Linked DNA regions of Mus musculus: region 2 is linked to region 1. The links are chromatin contacts, called in public Micro-C maps. All regions are on one chromosome and are shown on one strand. Each heading gives the region's core, a stretch centred on a gene start, on an enhancer-like site or on the middle of the called end of the contact. The rest is flanking DNA. Distances are from core to core; before and after follow the strand shown. Region 1 has its middle 46 kb from the start of 4930452A19Rik. Region 2 has its middle 120 kb from the start of Gm34799.

Region 1 (2,996 bases), core at 465-2,964:
GGCTTTTGACAAGTGTTTTTAACCTTATCTTGGAAGGAAAGCAGGGCTTCTCTCTTCCAGTGAATGGGACAGAAACCTGTTAGCAAAGTCCACTTTGGAGAGATGATCTCTTTGCTCAGAGAGTGATATTGACCTATTCCATGTCCTTCTCAGGCAATTTCTCTAAATAGGTAAATCTGGTTGAAGAATTTGTGGTGAATGGCTCATGAAGTAACATTTCCAAAGACACTGAGATGTCAAGATAAGAAAATGTGATGAAAAGGGGGACAACTATAAAAGAAACCGTGAGAGGATTATCTTTGTGTCCTGGAATATACTGTGAGCCCATGACAGGAGATAATATATGTAGCATAAAGAGAGGTATGCTGCCTCCACGGCCTCTGTGTGTGAACTCAGAGCTTGGCTCAGCAGCAGGTGGACACAAGTTCACTCTTCAGATGAAATAATATTAGCATGCTTTCCACAAGAAGTTACTGAGCTACGCCTCGGGAGAATGATTCTGAGTATGTTCTGAGTGAACAGGTACCGTTCCACATTCTCCACGTAGCCCAGGATGGTCTCTGAGATACAGTTCTTGAGACTCTATTCTTGACTCTAATTCCATGCAGTCTTTTCAAAGACAAATATAAGAGATGTGAAGTAAATCTTCCTAGTTCACATTGGAGTGAGTGGAGGAAAGAGCAAAGAGTGGCCTGGGAGGTTATGTTGCTGAGAGTGCGGGCAGTGATATATGGCTGGGGCAGACCGCTTAGTGGTGTTCAGTAATGATACAGCTGTGGTAAAAGAAATAAGGGTAGATATGTCGAGCTATGTTCCTCTGTCTTACTGCGAGTGAACTTTACTGAGAAGAATCCATCATTGAAGATAACCTGACATCTATAGTAATCTCATATTAAGCCCAGAAATGCAGAGCCAAATTGACAAGCCTATTTGTTAGTCACACTGTAATTTTATTCAACAACACAATCTTTCTTTGTAACCAACAGTGAGAGTTTGAGGCTTGTATTCACTTGAGTGTTAAAAAGTGAAGCCATGTTTTAATTTTTTCTTCTCTGTCCTACCTCCGTGATTTTAATTTCTAGATTTCTGTTTCTCCAAATACACTGCCTAAGACACCCCCATTAGAATGTATTGCTTAGAAATTCAGACTTTGCCCACTTAGCACATATGAGGTCCTGGGTCTAATACTTAGCACTGAAAAATTGAAAAGCACAAAGGTTTGTGGAAATAGTCAGTTGGTAAAGTACTTGCCACAGAGTCATGAGTAGCAGAGCTAGATCCAGAAACCCACGTAAAAGTAGCTAGCCACATGGTGCTTACTTAAGTCCTGGCACGAAGGAGGTGGAGACAGGCAGATCCCTGGAGCTTGCTGGCTAGCCACCTTAGCCTACTTGGTTAATAACTGGTCTGTACAATTATCTAAAGTCTGATAAGATAATAGTGTTCCCTCCCATCCATTGGCTATGGAGATATTTACCTGTAAATTCTACATCTAAGGTAGCTATATTCAGATCTGTGTCAGCATACGAGGTTCAAAGTCAGAGATTCTCATCTCATCCAAAATGGTTCTGTAAATTTCCTTACATCTGTGTGGCAATCCCCATGCTTGCACTTTTATGTCATGATCTCTTTCTGACAAGTTTTGCTGTCTGTGTGGTGGAAGCTTCTGTCTTGGCGGTCAGGGTGGAGAACAAATGACATTCCTTTGCAGTGACAGACCTTCTGGGCAGAATGGGCAGACAACCACACCCATGTGCCCTGGTATTCTGGTCCATGGCCGTGCAAAGACCGCTCCTCTCCCTGGCAGTGGTAACTGCTGCTGTTGTAACTGCCAGCTGCCTCATTAACCTGGGCCTAGAACTTGATTTGTCCACCCATTCCAGAAAGCCCCAAGGTACTTGCTCTTGTACAGTCCAAGTCAAAGCGTGCACATGTTCTGTTGGCAGTTCCTATGACTTAATTCTTGACAGGTGTAGGCAAGACTGAAATGTGACTACATGCATGCCTCTGTCCCCGCTGTTTTATCTTGTCTCAAAATCAAAGTTTAAAGACAGGCTTATTTCAGGATGAGATGGAAGAGCATAGGATGAAGCCTAGGATTCTGAGACAGTGCTGTCACTGCATATTCACAGAGCCAGAAACATTGCCTCAAAGGCCCAAGTAATCTCAGTTCTTTCAGAAATGTATTGCTTATAATGTAGGTGGAGAACATGGAGACAGGAGATATCTGTGGATGGGTTTAGATGAGAGATTATAAGGATTGCATGGAGGGAGCCACTTATATGTTTTGTTTGGACCCATTGCCCATCGGGCACAGGCTTGTACTTACACAGATTTATATAGACCACAATCATAAGGTGTGAACCACACCTTTCTCCTAGAGTTTCTACAACCAGTTAGACATTAGAGTTATAAATCAGGATGTGGTTGTGTGTGCCAGAAACACAAGAGAACAAAACAGGAGGTACGCTGTGATGTACCTTGGATTACATAGCAAGATCATATGTCCACCCCAAAAGCCAAGATAAAAATAAAAGAAACCAAAAATAAAATAGTCATATGTGATGTCTGAGCTCAGAAATTCTCAAACATTTTAGCTTCCCTCCAAAGTTCTTAATTTGCTTTTGTCTAATCTACAAGCAGTGACCTCAGCTTTATAGTAGAGATTGAATTCAATTTGCTTCTCACAGAAATAGCATCCTTTCTACTTCTCTATCCATAGATTTCCTTAATTTTTATTTAGTTACAAATTTAATTACTATGAACAGGCTTAAAAACAAAGGCCATCTAGCCATAGGTCAGTATTCCAACTGGAGAGAACATTTCAGAATTCAAATTGCCACAGCAGAGAGTCAACACTTTTTACCATGGACGTCAAAATACTAGTTTCTCCTGACTCTGTTGAATGGAAGTTGATAAACAGTTCCATTATTGAGGTCTGGTTACTACTGAAAAAAAAAAAATATAGGGCATGCATGTTTTTCTTCCAAGGTGAT
Region 2 (2,700 bases), core at 144-2,643, 200 kb before region 1:
AGAGAATCCTGCATAGCAACAACTGGCCTGGGAGCACTTACTCACTCTCAGACTAAGGTCCTATGTCCATTCAACTGCAGTATGAACACTTTTCTTCTGATCACCACTGATGGCATTAGAAGTTCCTTGGGCCTCTCGACCCTCTTGTTCCCTCTTTTGGACATGTTGTGGTTGACTTTCTTTTGTTTTTCAGGACATGGGAGTGACTCAGTGCCTAGAAATTCCTTTTTTTTTTTTCATTCTTTTCCCAACATATTGTTTTTATTGATTAGATGGGAATTTCATATTATCTTCCCCTATCATACTCACTTCCCAGTCCTCCAAGGTCTGTCCTCCACCCTGTTAACTCCCTCACCAGAAGAAGAAGGAGGAGGAGGAAGAAGAGGAGGAGGAGAGAAGAAGAAGGTCATCCAATTTGTGTTACCCATATACTCACTGGAGCATGGTCAAGCTCCCAGTGGCCAGCCCCTTAAAGAAAGCTGAGTCCTTCCCCCACCCACTCCCCTATCAAAAGCCATCAATTTCAGAGATCTACACTTTGGTACTCTTATCACAATTTGTACTAGTTCTCTTCCATGGCTTCCTGTCTAGGCTGTTACTTTTGGGTGGTCCCCTTGTTATCAATGTAACCATTAGAGACCTTTAGAGAGCCAGTGGCAACAGTTGAAAGATAATACCTTTAAAGACTCTGAATAAAAACAACAACAACAACAACAACCCAGAATTTCTCTAGAGAAACATCAATTTATATCACTACATGGTTCTTGTGAAATTAAACTTGAGCCAGTGTCACCAGCTCAGAGGTTTCCCCAAGGAGCTCATTTTGCTGAACTGGCATTCTCTTCAGGAGAGATGCGGTCCCCTATTGGACCATTCCCCTCTTTGAAGGTCACCTATAATTACCAGGCCTCAAACAAACAAGAACCTCTCTCCCTTTGTGCTGAAGTAGCTGTTGATCCCAAACGCTTGTATGACATCCTATACATTGCTCTTTCCCATGTACAGAACTGGCCACCCTGTTCCTTTGTTTTTCAAAGAGGAGTATTTGCAATTTACAGTGTACTCAGCTGCTGTGTGGATACTGAGGTAGGAGAAAACCTGGCGCTTGCTGAACTCCTTTAGAACCTGAGAGAAACACCAACTTGGGCTAGCATGATGTTTTCCTATTGAATTTAACCTTTCTGCTTGGATGAGGAAGCAGTTTTGCAAAGTCTGTTCAGACTCGGGCTCTCTGCTCTCACAGCTATAGGGAGGCAGATAGCCTGGTGTGGATCTCTGTCTCATAGAAGGTTTTGTTTTTTTAATAGCACACATATGAGAATTACACCGAGGGCCTGTGGGGTTTTGGGTACGGACAGCTGCGAGGAAGCTGATATCCTCTGGGCCGAGACTCATGCAGGTCCTGGGCTGACAGCTGCCTGGTGCCTCTGTCTCTAACAGCACAGTGATTCCAGCCATCCTGGTCTTGTGCTCTGGAAAATGTGGGGCACACAGAACAAATACTTCTTTGGGGGAACAACTGCCTTGAAAGAATAGATGGTTCCACACCCCAGCTGTGAGGGCCATTTGTGTGAAAAGCTCCACACTAGGGTGAGGGGCAGAACAGCTGTTGCCACAGCTTAGATTTCCAACCAGAGCAAATTGTTGGCTCCATGGCGGAATCTGGTTATGTGGACATTTCAGCTGTTGACTTCCATAAGGAATGGCTTAGGATGCCAACTTCAGAGTCTCTCTTTCTCTGTCTCTCTGTCTCTCTCTCTCATGTGTGTGTGTACATGTGCAAATGCACCTGAGTGTGGAGGCTGGAGCATAGCATTGGTTGGTTTCTCAGTCGTTTTTTCTACCAGCTTATTGCTATGCTAAGACAGTGTTTCTCACTGAACCTGGAGTTGGATAGACTGGCCAGCAAGCTCCAGGATGCTGGTATCTCTTCTTTCCCAGTACTGAGGTTCTCCATGACCACCGTTAAGGTGTGTTCTCTTAGGTGGGTGCCAGGGATAGAACACAGCTCCTTATGCTTATGTGGCAAACGCTTTCCCAAGTGAGCCATCTGCACACTCCCCAGAGTCTCTTTTCAGTACGGATTATAAACACAGACCTTGTCGGTGACAATTTAGTCCCACCTGAGGTGCCAGGGTGCCATTTTCATATTGTTGCTAGTTCCAGAGTCCACAAGGTCAATGCCTCCAGTCTCCTGTGTCTAGCCAATTACTATCCCTGGGTGGGGATCCAATACTGAGCAGTGATAGTTTCTACATATGGGTTTTGTTAAAGGAAAGAATAATGATCTATATCAGAAACAGGTTCTTGAGGGGATGGAGTCAGGGCCTTGTTAGTTGCCTGGGCTGGTGCCTAGTTTGTGGGCTCAAGTGGTCCTCTTGTTCCAGTCTCTTCAGTAGCTGGGTTGGCAGGCATGCACCCAGACAGCTGTTTCTTAGAGATCAGTGTCAGATGTGAAGGTGACTTTGTGAAGTCAGATGAATAAAGAAGGCATTGTCTCCTCTGCTTTGAGAAACTGTGTAAGGATATGAAGAATAGGGTACATGAAAGCACACACACATGTATACACACACATGCATATATGCACATACAGATATCCAGACATATACATGAACACATATGCCCACAAACATATACACATGCACTTTTACATACACAGTCCATCCATGTGCATGAACACACATGTGCATACACAAACGC

What was found. A called contact is a pair of places that touch in the nucleus more often than the background predicts.
Region 2: a Micro-C map of muscle stem cells shows a contact between it and region 1, with 4 times the contacts expected there. The contact joins two enhancer-like sites. A contact is called at or near these places in 4 of 484 Hi-C or Micro-C datasets (the C2C12 cell line, muscle stem cells and myocytes).

What each region holds. Positions count from the first base shown.
Region 1 is chr17:9,820,274-9,823,269 of GRCm38.p6, reverse strand. No RefSeq gene overlaps it. Among named protein-coding and RNA genes, the nearest start is that of 4930452A19Rik, 46 kb to the right of the region's middle. Within about 2 kb of position 1,714, at least 22 of the 459 cell types and tissues checked have an H3K27ac peak or open chromatin away from gene starts, as enhancers often do. A contact at or near this core is called in the C2C12 cell line, muscle stem cells and myocytes, where this site is marked.
Region 2 is chr17:10,024,199-10,026,898 of GRCm38.p6, reverse strand. No RefSeq gene overlaps it. Among named protein-coding and RNA genes, the nearest start is that of Gm34799, 120 kb to the right of the region's middle. Within about 2 kb of position 1,393, at least 15 of the 459 cell types and tissues checked have an H3K27ac peak or open chromatin away from gene starts, as enhancers often do. A contact at or near this core is called in the C2C12 cell line, muscle stem cells and myocytes, where this site is marked.